Linked DNA regions of Sus scrofa: region 2 is linked to region 1. A link is a contact called in public HiChIP or PLAC-seq data. All regions are on one chromosome and are shown on one strand. The core of a region is the stretch at or near the end of the contact, and the rest is flanking DNA. Distances in the headings are between cores, read along the strand shown. Region 1 overlaps STK10 (serine/threonine-protein kinase 10). Region 2 has its middle 68 kb from the start of FGF18.

Region 1 (7,708 bases), core at 3,024-5,523:
ATCTGGGCTGTTGGTGGGGCCGGGGAGCAGGACTAGGTGCTTTGTGGCCTCGGGGCCCCTTCTGTTTGCCAAAACACCAGTTTTGCTGTCTGTGGGTACAAAGTGCTACTGAAGTCACCATGGGTTCATCCATGTTATAATTCTTGGTGGTTTTTAGCCACTCCCTGCGGTGTCAGACAAGAACCACGGCTCCTAACAACCACTGTGGTTCCCAGTGGAGCCTGGTCTGTAGCCAGCTGCTCAGGGAGTGCGCTCATACCTCCAATCTGCTTTCCTCTTGAGACAACGTCTACAGTGGTGGGATGGGGAGAGCCTGAACCACCCATTCTGCTGATCTCAGGTGTCCCATGCCATCTGTACCCACCCCCGCCATGCACGCATGCACACACAGACACACACACACACACAGTTTGGCCCCCAGCACCTACCCAGGCTTGCTACCACCCTGGGCCTCCTGTGCCAGGTGGATTAGAGCATGTTTGCTGCCTGGACCCGTGCCCCGGAGCATGTTAGGTAGAGCCGTTGGTACTGGGGTGTGCTGGTGTTGGCACCAGAGGCACAGACAGCACAGGCTGAACCGCCAGCCTGCAATTCCTTTTGGCCCCACACAGATCCTGTGTTCTGGGGTAAATTCCTCACCCCACAAGACTTTCGCAACCCAGTCATTCTGTCGCACACTTGCCCATCCTGTCTGCAGGTGACAGGGGCAGGCTGCTGCTCTCTGCCTTGTGTCCCGCCTAATTCAGAGTCTGGCCTTACGCTTCAGACGGAGGCTGGCAGTCACTGGGACTTCTGTTCAGGGAGAAAAGGCATCATGGAGAAAACGTAGTGCTTCCTGCCTCCAGGAACCTGGCAGACACAAAGCTTCTGCATCTCAGATGGAATCCGGGGCCTCTGAGTGACTCATCTGGCTTCCCACGGATTCTGATCCCGACAGGCTGCAGAGTGTTGATAACCCAATAAAAGCAGAAGCTCAAACCGGCATTCGGTTTACTTACAAAGAAAACTTTTTTTCACCTTTATGTCTTCTTTGGGAAGATACCTGCTTTAAAAAACAAACAAACAAAGCAGAAAACTGCAGGTGATTTTAAGGAATGAAATAGGTGTACTGAGTCTGGGTGCTACTTTGCTGGTGATGAGGTGGCTGACGCACTGTGGGAGGACTTTCTTTCTTCACTCCTATAGGTTAAGGTCTGATGCTTTATCTTTCTAAGGCAATTCCCTGGAGTTTTCTGAGCACTGGTGGTAACTGCATCTTGGGATGGGAGGTTAGCCATTTAACAGGAAAAGGGACTTGGGGCTCCTACTTCTTACAGATGCAGTAAAGATAGTCTGGGAAGTATCAGCGCGGGAAGGTGTTGGTCCCTGTGGCTTAGGGAGCACTCAGCTTTGCCTGCCTCAGGAGCAACAATTTTCAGGTCTCACACAAATGAGACAAGGGAAATAATGATCCCCTGTGAGTCTCTCTGGTGCACAGGTGCTGGGAAAAAGGGAATAGCAGCAGTGTAACTGCAGAACACAGACCCAGGTCCACCAGGCAGGGCCAGCATTGGTGGATGGTCAGGCATTGACCAATGACAGGGCTGATGGGCTTTAAAATACAGTCCTGCCTTTGTAGCCTGGAGTGTGAGAATGAGTATTAGATGAAATGCCTATTTCATGGTTCAAGGGGAAGTCTTTGATCATTCCCTTATTTGGTTTGTCTTTCACTTTGGAATCTCATTCAGGGAGTTGCTGCTTCCTGCTCAGTGCTGCCCAAGCCCTACCAGCTCCCCTGTCCTTTCTGGTTGGGGTTTGGTTGGGTCTCCCAGCCTCACTCACAATGGAGCCGGCGTGCAGAGCCCATCACTGAGAAAGCCCATGCAGTATTCCCTGTGCTCTGTGCTCATGTTTTCTCTGGAAGGGACAGGCGAAACTGTTTCTCATTTTCAGTCATTTTTTAGCAGAGTAAATGTAACTAACTTATATTTTCCCCTTTATGAAGGACAGAAGTTATTTTTACGTAGTTTCCAAATTTTATACAGAATTTTTGTAAAATCTTCTCTGCAAAGTTAACTGCAAGAATGTAAATATGCTTCTAATAAAATAACAAGGTGAGAAACTTTGCATCTGAGCTTGTTCTTTTGTATTGAGCTGGGAAAGGCAGGGAAGATTTTACCTACATCTGCTGGATAAGAAACGGGTTACTCTCTGCTGAGTACACTGGGGCCTCCCAGGTTGTAGAGCCGGTCGGACTCTGGGGTTTCTATACTGAAAGAGGTTATGCTTGGTTTGGTGTGTGTGTGTGCGTTTTCTACATTTAGAATCATTCTCACTTAACAAAAACATTTGACTCCCAAGGGTTTTTACATGTTAGCTTATTGAATCCTTTCAACAACACGCATAAGGAAGACACTGGCATTCCTGTTTTATAAATGAGGGAACAGACACTGGTAAGGGGAGAGTCAGGCCAAGGCTGGCAACACTGCCAGGTGATTCCTATGGGATTCGAAGGTGGACTCTCTCCCCGACTTCTCTCCTGCCAACTGTGCCCCATACACTCAGCAAGAGTCACACACACACACTTAACCCCTAGCTACCATCTCTGCCATATTTAAACGTTTCAACCATACATCTAAAACCCCATTCCGGGGTTCTTAACCTGCAGTCCAGGGTCCTTCTTCACACACACACATACACACACACACGAGATCCATGGGTACTCAGGGACTCTTTGTATATGGATGGGAAAGATTTGGTCTTTAGTTTCACCAACCTCTAAGTGAAAATCAGCATTTCCTTTATGCGCACAGGCACCAAACTCTAATGTTATCAGCAGTACAAATCACAGAGATTTCATCTCACATTACAGCTATTGCAGACATCTCCCAATTATCATTTTCGTTCATTATTTTGAAATTATAGTAGTTATTGAACCTATTGCCAGATCTTGTTATTTAATGAGCAATATATATATAACATATATTACATCTAAATAAAATACAATTTTTCTAATATTTTGATACCTCTATTTCATTATTACTGGTTTTACTTGTAATCTTGTTTTGTTTTGTTTTTTGTCTTTTTAGGGCCACACCCGTGGCACATGGAGGTTCCCAGGCTAGGGGTCAAATCAGAGCTGCAGCTGCCAGCTTACACCACAGATCCTTAAACCCAATGAGCAAGGCCAGGGATCAGACCCGTGTCCTCATGGACACTAGCTGGGTTTGTTAACCACTGAGCTACGATGGGAACTCCAAAGTTTTACTTGTGATCTATGCGCTTTATCCTGTGCATCTGAAAATGTTATTCTGAGAAGTGGATCTACAAAGAACACCTTAAGGTTAAGGACCCCTTCTATCTGCAGTCCTGAATCACTGTCCAAGAAACCTTCCCACCAGCAGGTGGCGCCCCACAATTACAGCGCCCCACTGAACTCCCTGTGTCTGGGGGTGATGGAGGCAAATAAGCAGCTGGCATGCCTTCCATTAAGGGCTAGAAAAATGATGGAGGTGCCTGGGGAGAAAGATTCATGAGACTGGCAGAAAAGACCATGAATTAGGGAACGGGTGGGACTTGGGAAATGAGATCATTCCATATTTACTGACACCTCTTAAGTACCAAGTGCTAGAGATGATGAAATAAAAACATTGACACTGGCTTCAAAATGTTTGTCCCACTAAGGAAACAGACCTGGAGAAGCAGAATATCAATTCAGGCTGACGTAGCCTGGGAGAATCAGGGAAGACTTCTCAGTGGAGGTGATGCTAAGTCTAGGAGGACAAAGCAGTATGTGCCAAACCACATGCATTCAGAGATGGGGCAATGGTTGAGGGTGAGTGTTTTATGGGCCATGAGGTTGAGAGAAGGACAGGGTGAGACCTGAATGCTGGGTTCAGACTGACCTTTATTGCTGCAAGAACAGTAAGAAGGCTGGGAAAGAGTTTACTCAGAGGAAGGAAAGTTGAAATCATGACAAATTATAGCAATTTAAGAGAGCAGCTGAGGACAGAGACGCTTTTGAATGGGAACAATGGCCCATAAAGGTTGGACGCTTTAGGAAAGAAAGGGCAGACTGCAGGCTTCATGAAGGCAGGGGTAAGGCCTTAGCTAACCCCTTAGCACCCAGAACCCATCAGGCTGCAGCACTGAGATACCCAGTCTGAGCTCCCTATGCCATAAAGGTTCTATGAAGGGAGCAGTGGGGGTCTGGGGGCTGTAGTCTGGATGTATATGAACTCACTGTGCTACCAGAGGTAGGTTCACTAGGTCTGGCTAACAAGTATGTCTTCAGTTAAAAACGAAACTGAAAGAACTTTCATTTTCAGTGATGGCAGATTAGGTTATCCGGATCAGTCCTCACACTGAGGACAATTAGAAAATCTGGACAAAAATACTAAATACATCTACTTGCAGGCATACAAGATAGTGAAGAACTATCAGGCCAAGATTCACGCAAGGACGGAGAGCCAGAGAGACGATGCTGGTGTTTTACCCTGGGAGCATTTGATGATCCCAGAGTGGGTAACAGAAACGTGTGTGTCTGAGCTTCTGAAAACCTCCTAGGGCCTCCTAAGAACACAAGGATTAGAGGCCAGGGCCTCATAAGGGCAGGGTGGAAGGGACCCAAATGAAAACTTTCCCGTTGCAGAGGCCTGAAAGGCTATACCCATGAATAACACTGAGCCTGATGGGGACAGGCCTCATGGGGTCTGCAGTTCTCTTCAAATAATTACAACCCCTAAAAACTGGCCTGGGGTGATGCAGGATTGCTAGTGCTCACAGGTGCCCTTTGAAAACAATTTTACAAAAAACCCCATCTAGCACACAATTAAAAAGTAACTAGGCGCACAGGAAATGACTAAAGCTAAAGCTGGCAGAAGCAATGAACATCAGCAGCAGACCAACAGGCATGTGAGTTACTGGAGTAATCGGAGCATAAACCACAATGCTTACTATGTTTGAGGAGAGAGAAAGAATGTGATTTGAAATTGTCAGCAGAGAGCTAAAAACAAAAGTTTAAAAAGGAACTAAGTGTTCTAAAAGTAGGTAGCAGAAATGGTTGCATAACTCTGAATATACGAAAAGAAAAAAAAAAATCCCACTGATTGTACAGGCATACCCTGTTTTACTGCGTTTTGCAGACACCGTGTTTTTCACAACCTGAAGGTCTGTGGCAGCCCCGCACAGACCAAGTCTATCGGAGCCATCCTTCCTACAGCATTTTGCTCACCTCCTGTCTCTGTGTCACATTTGGGTAATTCTCACAATATTTCATAAAATTTCATTATTATTATATTCAGGGATCTGAGATCAATGATCTCAGATGTTACTACTGTAATTGTTTTTGCATTTTCACCAAGAAAGTATTTTAAATTACAGCTTAATTAAAAGCATTTTGAGACATAATGCTATTGCACACTTAGCAGATGACAGTATAGTGTAAACATAACTTGTATTTGCACTGGGAAGCCGTAAACATCATATGACTCACATTACTATCATACTTTATTGCAGTGGTCTGAAAACTGAACTCACAAAATTACCTAGATATGCCTGGATACTTATTTAAAAGGGTGAATTTTGTGGTATGTGAATATCTCAAGAAAGCTTTCATTGAAGAAAAAAAAAAGTAAAAAGTCTAGACATAAAACAAAAATAACTGACGTGAAATACTCAGTGTTCAGGCGTAACAGCGGACATGTCAGAAGCCTTCATCAACCATTTATATCAGTTTGAAGCTTTATCCTTCCTACCTCTACTTGGCCATGTCTTCTCACTCCGGATGAGGCTTTAAAAAAAGGTGCAAAACCTTTTTCTTACCAATTCCAAAAGTGAGGGAACCTGCTGAAAAACTATGAAAAACAACAGAACCAACAAGATAGGCTGACCCTTCCTTCAGGACATCAAAAAACTAGTAGGGATAAAGCTGAGTCAATCGGAATCTCTCTCTTAGTAATGTGAACTGGGGCTAGGGTTAGAGAACAACCAGTTAGAAATGGAACTTAAGAGGCTGAAATACATGGATGTAGTGAGGGATCAGAGGCCAAGAGGGTCCACGTGCAAAGAGAAGTTAGAAAGGAGCTGAAACTCAATGGTGATTCCTAAATTTCTGGCTTTAGTTGACTGGGTAGGTAGAGGGATCATTTACTGAATTAGAAAAGATCAGCACAGGACAACATTTGGTGTGTTGAAGGGAGGGACCAGAGGTTCAGTTTGAAAGTTAGAACTCCAAAAAAGAGCACCTAATTTTGCATATGTTAAATTTGAGGTGCCTATGACACACCAAAGGGGGATGTTATTGTCTATATGTATCTGGAGCTTGGAGGAAATATCTGGGCTGGAGATAAGCATTTGAAAATAGGGTACGAAGTGGATCGTTGAGAAAAATGCAGTAGGAGAGACAGGCAGGACCAGAGAGAGATAAGTAAACTATGAAAAGAAATAGAGATTTTTTTTTTTTTTATCCCGAAGGCCATGTGTGACATCAGCTTTCTGTTGTAGACAGGTGACTAGCTGCAGCAGAAAAAACATACTGAAGCAGCAGAAAAGTGATAAGTAGGGCCTTTACAGTAATCCAGGTAAGAGATGGGAATTCTCATATTATAGATTTATATCCCGACTTTTTCCTTTTTTATTTTAACATCACTAATAGTTCTCTGGAAACATAGTTTTAGCAGATATTATTATTTTTTTATGGCTGTACTCAGAGTATATGGAAATTCCCAGGCTAGGGATTGAAGCTGACACTAGATCCTTTAACCCACTGCACCAGGCCAGGGATGGAACCTGAGCCTCTGCCGTGACCCAAGCTGCTGCAATTGGATTTTTAACCCACTGCGCCATAGCAGGAACTTCTGGAAACACAGTGTTAAATGGCTAAATAACCTACCCACTTGTGAAGTTATATAATCTATTTGACCACTATTATACAGTTAGACATTTTGGTTTATTTTCTGTTTATGAGGAACCTTATTCTTTCACATAACTATCCTTTGTATTTTCTCCTGCCTTGGTGATAAAAGCTCTGGCAAATATCACAGCTTTTCTAAAGTTAAAATTGGGTCAAGTCTAATTACCAAGTTTTACTTTCACATTTGATTTAAACTTTTTCTCACGCAGCTCAAGTCTGAACCAGACTCCGAAGCTTGAAGTGAAAAAGACGGGTATGGCTGGGCTGACGCTCACCAACTGCACCACTTGATTCCTTGTGTTTCAAATATTCGCAAATGATATTGATCAGTAAAGGGTTAATATCCAACACTGATAAACAGCTCACACAACTCAACATCAAAACAAAAACAAAAATAAAAACCCCCAAACTCCAAAACAGCCTGATTAAAAAACAGTCAGAAAAACCTAACAGACATTTTTCCAAAGAGGAAATGCAGATGGCCAACAGGCACAGGAAGAGATGCTCAACACGGCTAATCACCACGGAAATGCAGACGAAACCACCACGAGCTATCACCTCATACCTGTCATAGTGGCTATCAAAAAGAGCACAAATACCAAATGCTGGTGAGGAGGTGGAGAAAAGAGAAGCCTCCTACACTGTGGGTGGGAACGTAAGTTGGTGGAGCCGTTGCGGAGAACAGTATGGAGGTTTTTCAAAAAACGAAAAATAGAACTGACATATGGCCCAGAATTATTTATAATGGACAAGATAATGGAAGCAACCTCAGTGTCCAGTAACAGATGAATAACGAAGATGTAGTACACACATACA
Region 2 (7,708 bases), core at 3,039-5,538, 550 kb after region 1:
CTGTAAGCAGGGGGTGAGACTCCCTCTGCGTGTTCCCGCGATCCCGCGCTCCCTCCAACACCCAGCCCAGCACCGGGCACAGGTGGGACCCCACGAAACACATATTGAATGACTGACAAACCGAGGCAACTGAGATCTTTCAGGCACCTTCTGTGTCCGAAGCATGTTACCTTCATTTTCTCATCACATCATTATACCACCTCTTTGAAAAGGTCGGAACTAGCAGTCCCATTTTACAGATGAGGAGACTGAGATTCAGAGCCATAGTCATAGAAAGCACTGTGGCAGGGCCATTAGGAATGGGGCCCCTGCTGCTTGCTAGCTGTGTAATTACAGGTAAATGCCAAATCTGTATGATGGAGCCAATAATCTCAACGACTTCAATGGGCTATTTGAGGATTCTCAAGTAGAGAACGGCAGAAAGTCCTCAGCCTAGTCTCTGGAACACAATTTAAAAAAAATTTTTTATTATAGTCGATTTACAATGTTCTGTCAATTTCTGCTGTACAATAGTGACCCAATCATACATATATGTATGTTCTTTTTCTCATATCATCTTCACTCTTGTTCTACCACAAGTGATTGGATATAGTTCCCTATGCTATGTAGCAGGACTTCATTGCTTATCCATTCTTAATGCAATAGTTTGTATCTACTAACCCCAAACTCCCAGTCCATCCTACTCCCCCCACTCCCCCTTGGCAACTAAAAGTCTGTTCTCCATGTGTATGAGGCTGTTTCTGTTCGTAGATAAGTTCATTTGTGTCATGTTTTAGATTCCACATATAAGGATAATATATGGTATTTGTCTCTTTCTTTCTGACTTATCTCACTTAGTATGATTATCTCTAGTTGCATCAGTGTTGCTGCAAATGTCATTATTTTGACCTTTTTTATGGCTGAGTAGTATTTCATTGTGTATATGTACCACATCTTCCTAATCCATTCATCTGTTGGTGGATATTTGTTCCCATGTGTTGGCTATTTTGAATAGTGCTGCTATGAACATAGGGGTGTATGTATCTATTTGAATTGTAGTCTTGTCCAGATAAATGTCCAGGAATGGGATAGCTCTTCCACAGGGTAGTTCTGTATTTAGTTTTCTGAGGACTCTCCATACTGTTTTCCACAGTGGTTGTGCCAATTTACATTCCCACCAACACTGTAAGAAGGTTCCCTTTTCTCCACACCCTCTCCAGCATTTATTTGTAGACTTATTAATGATGGCCATTCTGACCAGTGTGAGGTGGTACTTCATTGCAGTTTTGATTTGCATTTCTCTAATAATGAGTGATGTTGAGCTTTTTTTTTCATGTGTCTGCTGGCTATCTGTATGTCTTCTTTGGAGAAATGTCTATTTAGGTCTTCTGCATCTTTTTTGATTGGGTTGGGTTTGGGGGGTTTGTTTTTTTGTTTTTTTGTTTTTTGTTTTGCTGTTGAGTTGTATGAGTTGTTTGTATACTTTGGAAATTAAGCCCTTGTTGGTTGCATCATTTAATACCCTGTAATTATCAGAGTTATGACTCGCGCAGCTAGTAAGTGTGGTGTTGCAATCTGATTTCACTGCCTGTCTAACATCAGAGAGAATTAAGACAGAAAGGGGCAAAAGTAGGGACCTGGAGAACACAGACTTTTTGTAGCTTCAGCCAGGCCTGGCTCTACACTGGACTTTTTCCTAAAAAGAAAGACCTGGCTTTGTCCATCCTGACTCAGTGGAGCCTGAGGGGCTGGCAAGCCGTGGGCTGAAAGCTCTGCCTTTAACTGCCAGGCTAAGTTACGCCACCACCCCAGCCTGGGACAAGGCAGACTTTGCTAAGGACTAAATGGGAGAGGAGAGGAAAGGAATAGCCCAAGGTCTGGACTTTTCTGCCCTAGAGTAGCCACTCATCTCTGTTCTCCCTGAAACCTAGAAAGAAAGCTTGCTTGCCCCTGGAAAAGGTGTAAGACTTGGGGTGGGTGAGACCTCCCAGGGGAGCCGAGTTCCCAGGTGCACCTCGAGCTCAGCAGGCATCGTGGGAAAGACCTGGGGTCAATTCCAGCTGACCCACCCGGATGTGTGACCTTGGCCAGCAGCTTCAGACACTGGACTTTGGTTTTATCCCACAGCATGAGCACAGAAAACACACCAGACTGGGTTCCTGTGGGAGTCAGATAAAATGAATGTAAGACATGCATGTGGCACATCACGGGAGCTCCTTAAGTGTCAGGTAGCTTTCCCTCCCTCTCTGCTCCACCTCTGTGGTCCCCCATCTCCCTCTAGGTCTCTCACTCTTTCCAGCTCATTTCAGGGCAGGAGTTGGAAGGAACTAGAAGACCATCTTGGAGGCAAGCCTTAGGCCCTGCAGAAGGGATCTAGGGCCAAGCATAACATCAGATTATTAAAAATGTGGATTGTAAACACCAGCATAACTGGCCCGAACACAGTGGCCACCAGACCACAGCCCAGCTGCTCCTCATGCCCAAGGCCACACCTCCTGCTGCCCCTGGATCTGGGATGAGCCCAGCTCCACAGGCACCGGGCACAGGCTGGTGTGTTTTCCCTGAGCTGAGCCCAGAGGCCCTGGCCAAACACTGTCCTCATAGTCAGAAGGCCTGGGGAACAGCCATGGGGTCTGTCCTCGGAGGGGAGAAGGCCTCCCACTCCACCCCCTGTGCTTGGCCATCGGACAAGCCCTGAGGAAGTAGCCAAAGGGCAGGCTCCACGGGGACCTGCCCCGACAGTGTGCTGCTTGGTGAAGAGCACAGATCAGGATGGGAATCCCAGCAGCCCGGGATAGTGGCTGTGTGAGCTCAGGCAAGTCACTTTCCTTCTCTGAGCTCCAGGGTCCTCATCTAAAAAATGACAATTTTAAGGGCTGCCCTGTCCCCAATATGGTGCGACAATGAAATGAGATCATGGATTATTATTATTATTTATTTATTGTCTTCTTAGGGCTGCACCTATGGCATACGGATGTTCCCAGGCTAGGGGTCAAATCAGAGCTGTATCCACTGGCCTACACCACAGCCACAGTCACATCAGATCCAAGCCACGTCTGCAACCTACACCTCCACTCACGGCAACACCAGATCCTTAACCCACTGACGGAGGCCAGGGATCGAACCTGCGTCCTCATGGATACTAGTCAAATTCGGTTCCGCTGAGCCACGACAGGAACTCTGAGATCATGCATTTTAAAGCATAGTGTCTGGCAGAATAAAAGCATACCCTTGGTTCAGCCCCAAGCTCAACAAAGTTGAGGCTGGATGCCAAGCTCCCATCATACCTGAGGGCTCGGTGATCACCAGAGTGGCCACTCTCATTAGCACCCAAAGGTGAGCAGCCTGGGTATGGGAATGGGTGAGGGGGCTTTGGAGCCAAACTGCTGAATTTGAATCCCAGCCCCATCATGATTGTCACTGTCCCAGCCAAGCTCCAGTAGCCCCTCCTACAAATAGCAGTATGACCTAGCAGTCTGGCCTCACTTCAAGAAATTAATGAGGGAGTTCCCACTTTGGCTCAGAACTAACAAACCCAACTAGTATCAATGAGGACGTGGGTTCCATCCTTGGCCTCTCTCAGTGGGTTAAGGATCCAGCGTGGCCACGAGCTGCGGTGTAGGTCACGGACATGGCTCAGATCCTGAATTGCTGTGGCTGTGGTGTAGGCTCACAGCTCCAGCTCCAATTCGACCCCTAGCCTGGGAACTTCCACATGCTGCAGGTGTGGCCCTAAAGAGAAAAAAAAGAAAGAAATCATGAAATGATTAGTGAACACCTACAGAATGTGCAGCTCTAGAACCCATGGAAGCATAGGCTGGATTCCTATCCTCAAGGCTGTTGTGAAGAGTCAAGAAGATACTATTTGGAAAATGCCTGGCTTTTGGAGAGCACCCAGGTAAGTCTGTCCTCCGCTGATTCCAGCCTGCCTCTTCCCTCCTCTTCCTCCCTGCCTCCTTCCCTCCCTCCTTCCTTCCTCGTCTTTCCTTCTTTCCCTCCTTCCTACCAGTGAGGCACGAATCAGATGTTGGTCCTCTGAGAAGAATTACAGGGAGAATGGGGGCAGCGGATCCAAACCCCCATTCCCCAAACAGGTGCTAGGCCCTTTGGGGCAGGTGCAGACCACGGGCCTGGAAGAAAAAGACAGAGTCGGTGGCTGCAAGCAGGAGAGAAGTTTTGCAAAAACAACCCACTCAAGTTACCTCCTACGTACGAAAGCTCTGGCCCCGGGCTGCCTTGCAGCCCTGATGTTCTCTGACCCTCTGCTCCGAGAGGGACAGAATGACTCAGCGGCCCTCTCAGCATGTGGTTCCAGCCCGGGGGGCCTGGGGAAGCCCCTTTTGGGGAGGAGAAGTTGTTGGTCATACAAACAGGGACTGGCCCTGAGACTCCCCAAAGTCATGCCAGGGTCATGACCCCACAGAGAACGGGGCTAAGGGGCCCTCCCCGGCCAAGGCCTCGCTGGCCTGCCCGCCTGCCTGCCTGTGTCCCCGCCCAGCCTGGCTGAAAGCTGAGCCAGAGAGATAGAGCCCTGGCCGAGCCTGCCAGTTATGTCTTAATGTAATTTAGCTGTAATCGCAGCGTGTTTTCCTTTGCTATAATTAGTAAAATGTGGTTGTTTGCTGTGTTCCTGGAAGATGTCTGAACTGGAGCCAGCTCTGCGTAGCTTTTCTGACGAGCTCTCCCAAACGGGCCCACCAGCACCGCCCTGGGTTCCCGCCCGCCCTTAACCTGAGTCTTCCTGATTCCTAAGTTGGGGACGCTCTCTCCTGTCCCTCAAGGACACGCTGCCACCCCACCCCCACCGGCTCAGCACAGTGCTGGGCCCACAGCAGGTGCCTAGTAAAAGTGGTGGGCGATTGAGCCATCAAACCATCAACCGCAACAAAAGGGAGTAGGGAGTGAATTCCTTTTTCAGGAATTCCGCCAGATCCTCAAAGCCGTGTGGGAGTCGTCATGGGGGTGTACACAGGATAATAAACACAACCACCCACGTGTGGGACTATGTGCTTGTGACTCAAGGTCTGTGTGTGTTCACCTGACAGTCCTGGAGCCTCTGAATGTAAATGTGAGCACTCCTGGACCTTGGGGCCACCTGCAGGGGACCCATTCAGAAACTGATTTTAAAGCTCTGATGACCACGTGGGAGGTTGGGACAGGGCAAAGGAAGTGAAGCACCCAGGTCCCACTGTCCTGAAGTCCATTTCTCACATCTTCTGCCTTGGATCCTAATTACACGCAGTCCTTTTCCAGTCCTGTATTCAAGCATTCAGCCAACATTTATTGGGTCCTACCATGCATTGTCGTCTATCACTCTTGGTGGCTCTCCGGTGGGTCTCCTGTAATGTCTCACTCCCCCACTTATTCATTCAGTCCACGCACATTTGTTAAATAACAACGTGGGCTAGACTTTGGGTTTGGGATTTGGGTTGTTTGGTTTGGTTTTGCATGAAGGATCAAGAATCCCGTTTTCCACCTTTGTCAAAGTCTCTCCCAATAGGAGACATACGTAATATAAGTTTCAGAGTTTTCATTATTATTATTTGATCAGTCACTAAGTAAATGAAATGGTAAGAGGACCCACCTTGGAGTTCCCATTGTGGCTCAGCAGGTTAAGGACCGACATTGTCTCTGTGAGTGTGCAGGTTCCATCCCTGGTCTCACTCAGTGGGTTAAGATCCTACGTTGCAGCAAGCTGCAGCATAGGTCACAAATGCAGCTCGGAACCTGTGTAACCTGTGTTACAGCTGGGATTTGACCCCTGCCCTGGGAATTTTCATATGCCAGCAGGTGCGACTATTTAAAAAAAAAAAAAGAGCATCCATTTCTTGGGTGCAGTTCAAGTCTAAGGGCACAGTACCTGGCACACAGGAAGTAATCATTAAATATATCAGTGATGACAATTATTATTTCACAGAGTGGTGGGGCAGTCAGGGGCAGTCAGGGGCAAGGACTCCATACCACTTTGAGACAGGCTACTTCTGAGGGCATTTTGAACATGAATGATGTGTAATTGCTCAGTAAATGTTAATTATTATGTTAGTAATTGGGTGGACTTTACTTTTTCAATCGGCTCTTAATTCTTGAAAAGTGCCCTGGTCAACCACTTCTCCAGCTGAGCCCCTAAAGTTCTGTCATCGGCCGAAATCGGTTACTAGCAGGGCCACCAGACGCTGCATCAGAGAATGCTGAGGTCTGGTTGGCTGAATTAGTCTGGACTCTGAACATTCTGATTGGCTGGAACACCAGTGGGTGTGGCCCATTCTTCAGTGCCCACTCAGCAGTAATCGTTGGAGGTTTCCCAGGTTATTGTTCTTTATCTTTTCTCAGGACATCTCACTAGTATCCAGCTCTACGATTTTTTGCAGAGTAATTCCTCCGAAACACATCTCTCTTACGAAGTTCATAAATGTAGTGTCTTTTACTCCAGCAGGCACCCACTAAAGTGAGAACGTGGTTGTCTGAGAGGATGCTGAGCTCCACATTCTTACATTGGGCGGGAGGGCGTTCTTGGTCCTAGCACCAGGCCCTTGCACAAGGGAGGAACCTCCAGAACTCCTCACAACAGGACACACGGAATTTCTCCATACCGTGTACCATCTCTGAGACCTGAAGTGGTCCAGCTTTTCCATGCATTTATTCAATCATTTGCTATGCCTTAAATGCTGTGCTGAGCTCTTTGAGATATTTAAAAGCAGTACTGCTTCAAGGAAAAATACTGAGAGGATGTACAATGTGCAATGGCATTTAAAGGCATCACAGAGAACTGCAAATGGCCATTAAATGTGTGAAAAGGTCCTCAGCTCACCGGTAATCATAAAACTCTATCTTGAAACAAAATTAAAAAGTTTGCTTCTTTGATGAAGATTTTAAAGGTTGATATTTGTACTGAGAGTATGAGAAAACAGATCTTGTCATATAGTGTTAGTGGCAATGTAAATAAAGTCGACATTTTTGGAAGATAATGGAACAAGTTCACATCTAGAATTTATCTTAAAGTAAAACTTGGGCGAGTTCTTTTGTGGTGCAGTAGGTTAAGGATCCAGCGTCATCACTGCAGCAGCTTGGGTCACTGCTGTGGCTCAGGTTGGACCCATGGCCCAGGAACTAGGACATGCCAAGGGCATGACCAAAAAAAAATTTTTAGAGTAAAACTTGGGCAGACACATACAGAGAGAAATTTTGTTATGGCATTTATAGTAAGAAGTTTAAAATAATGCAAATGAGTGGTAAAAAGGATTAAATAAATTATGGTACAATATTCATCCATTGAAGAAAAGGGGATGTTAGTATCAATGAAAGAGAGCTAAAACAAAATAAGGTAAAAAGCAAAGTTGTAGAAATAATAAATGCATATATAATATAGACAGACATTTTATAAAACATTTTCCAAAAAGATATGCTGCTCCTTTTTTTTTTTCTTTTTAAGGCTGCTCCCATGGCATATGGAAGTTCCCAGGCCAGGGATTGAATCCAAGCTGCAGTAATGCCAGATCCTTTAACCCACTTTAACCTTCAACCCACTGCACTGGGCCAGGGATCGAACTTGTTCCTCTTCAGTGACCCAAGCTGCTGCAGTCAGATTTTTAATCCACTCTTCCACAGGGGGAAGTATGATATGCTGCTCTTGATAGTGGTTCTGTTGACGGGATGATTTCCTTAAATCAATAAACTTTGTTTTTTAATATGGCGCAAGTGAACCTTTCCACAGAAAAGAAACTCATGGACT

Evidence for each region. HiChIP or PLAC-seq counts read pairs in DNA pulled down with a chosen protein or histone mark.
Region 2: a contact with region 1 is called in an H3K27ac HiChIP or PLAC-seq map of alveolar macrophages. The contact joins two enhancer-like sites. A contact is called at or near these places in 1 of 47 Hi-C or Micro-C datasets (embryonic fibroblasts) and 1 of 2 datasets of contacts at active chromatin or transcription factors (alveolar macrophages).

Annotation. Positions count from the first base shown.
Region 1 is chr16:52,138,273-52,145,980 of Sscrofa11.1, forward strand. STK10 (serine/threonine-protein kinase 10) reads left to right here. Exons shown (of 19, transcript XM_021077114.1): 19 at 1-2,106. Among named protein-coding and RNA genes, the nearest start is that of FBXW11, 70 kb to the right of the region's middle. Within about 2 kb of position 4,274, at least 32 of the 83 cell types and tissues checked have an H3K27ac peak or open chromatin away from gene starts, as enhancers often do. A contact at or near this core is called in alveolar macrophages and embryonic fibroblasts, where this site is marked.
Region 2 is chr16:52,688,188-52,695,895 of Sscrofa11.1, forward strand. No RefSeq gene overlaps it. Among named protein-coding and RNA genes, the nearest start is that of FGF18, 68 kb to the right of the region's middle. Within about 2 kb of position 4,289, at least 28 of the 83 cell types and tissues checked have an H3K27ac peak or open chromatin away from gene starts, as enhancers often do. A contact at or near this core is called in alveolar macrophages and embryonic fibroblasts, where this site is marked.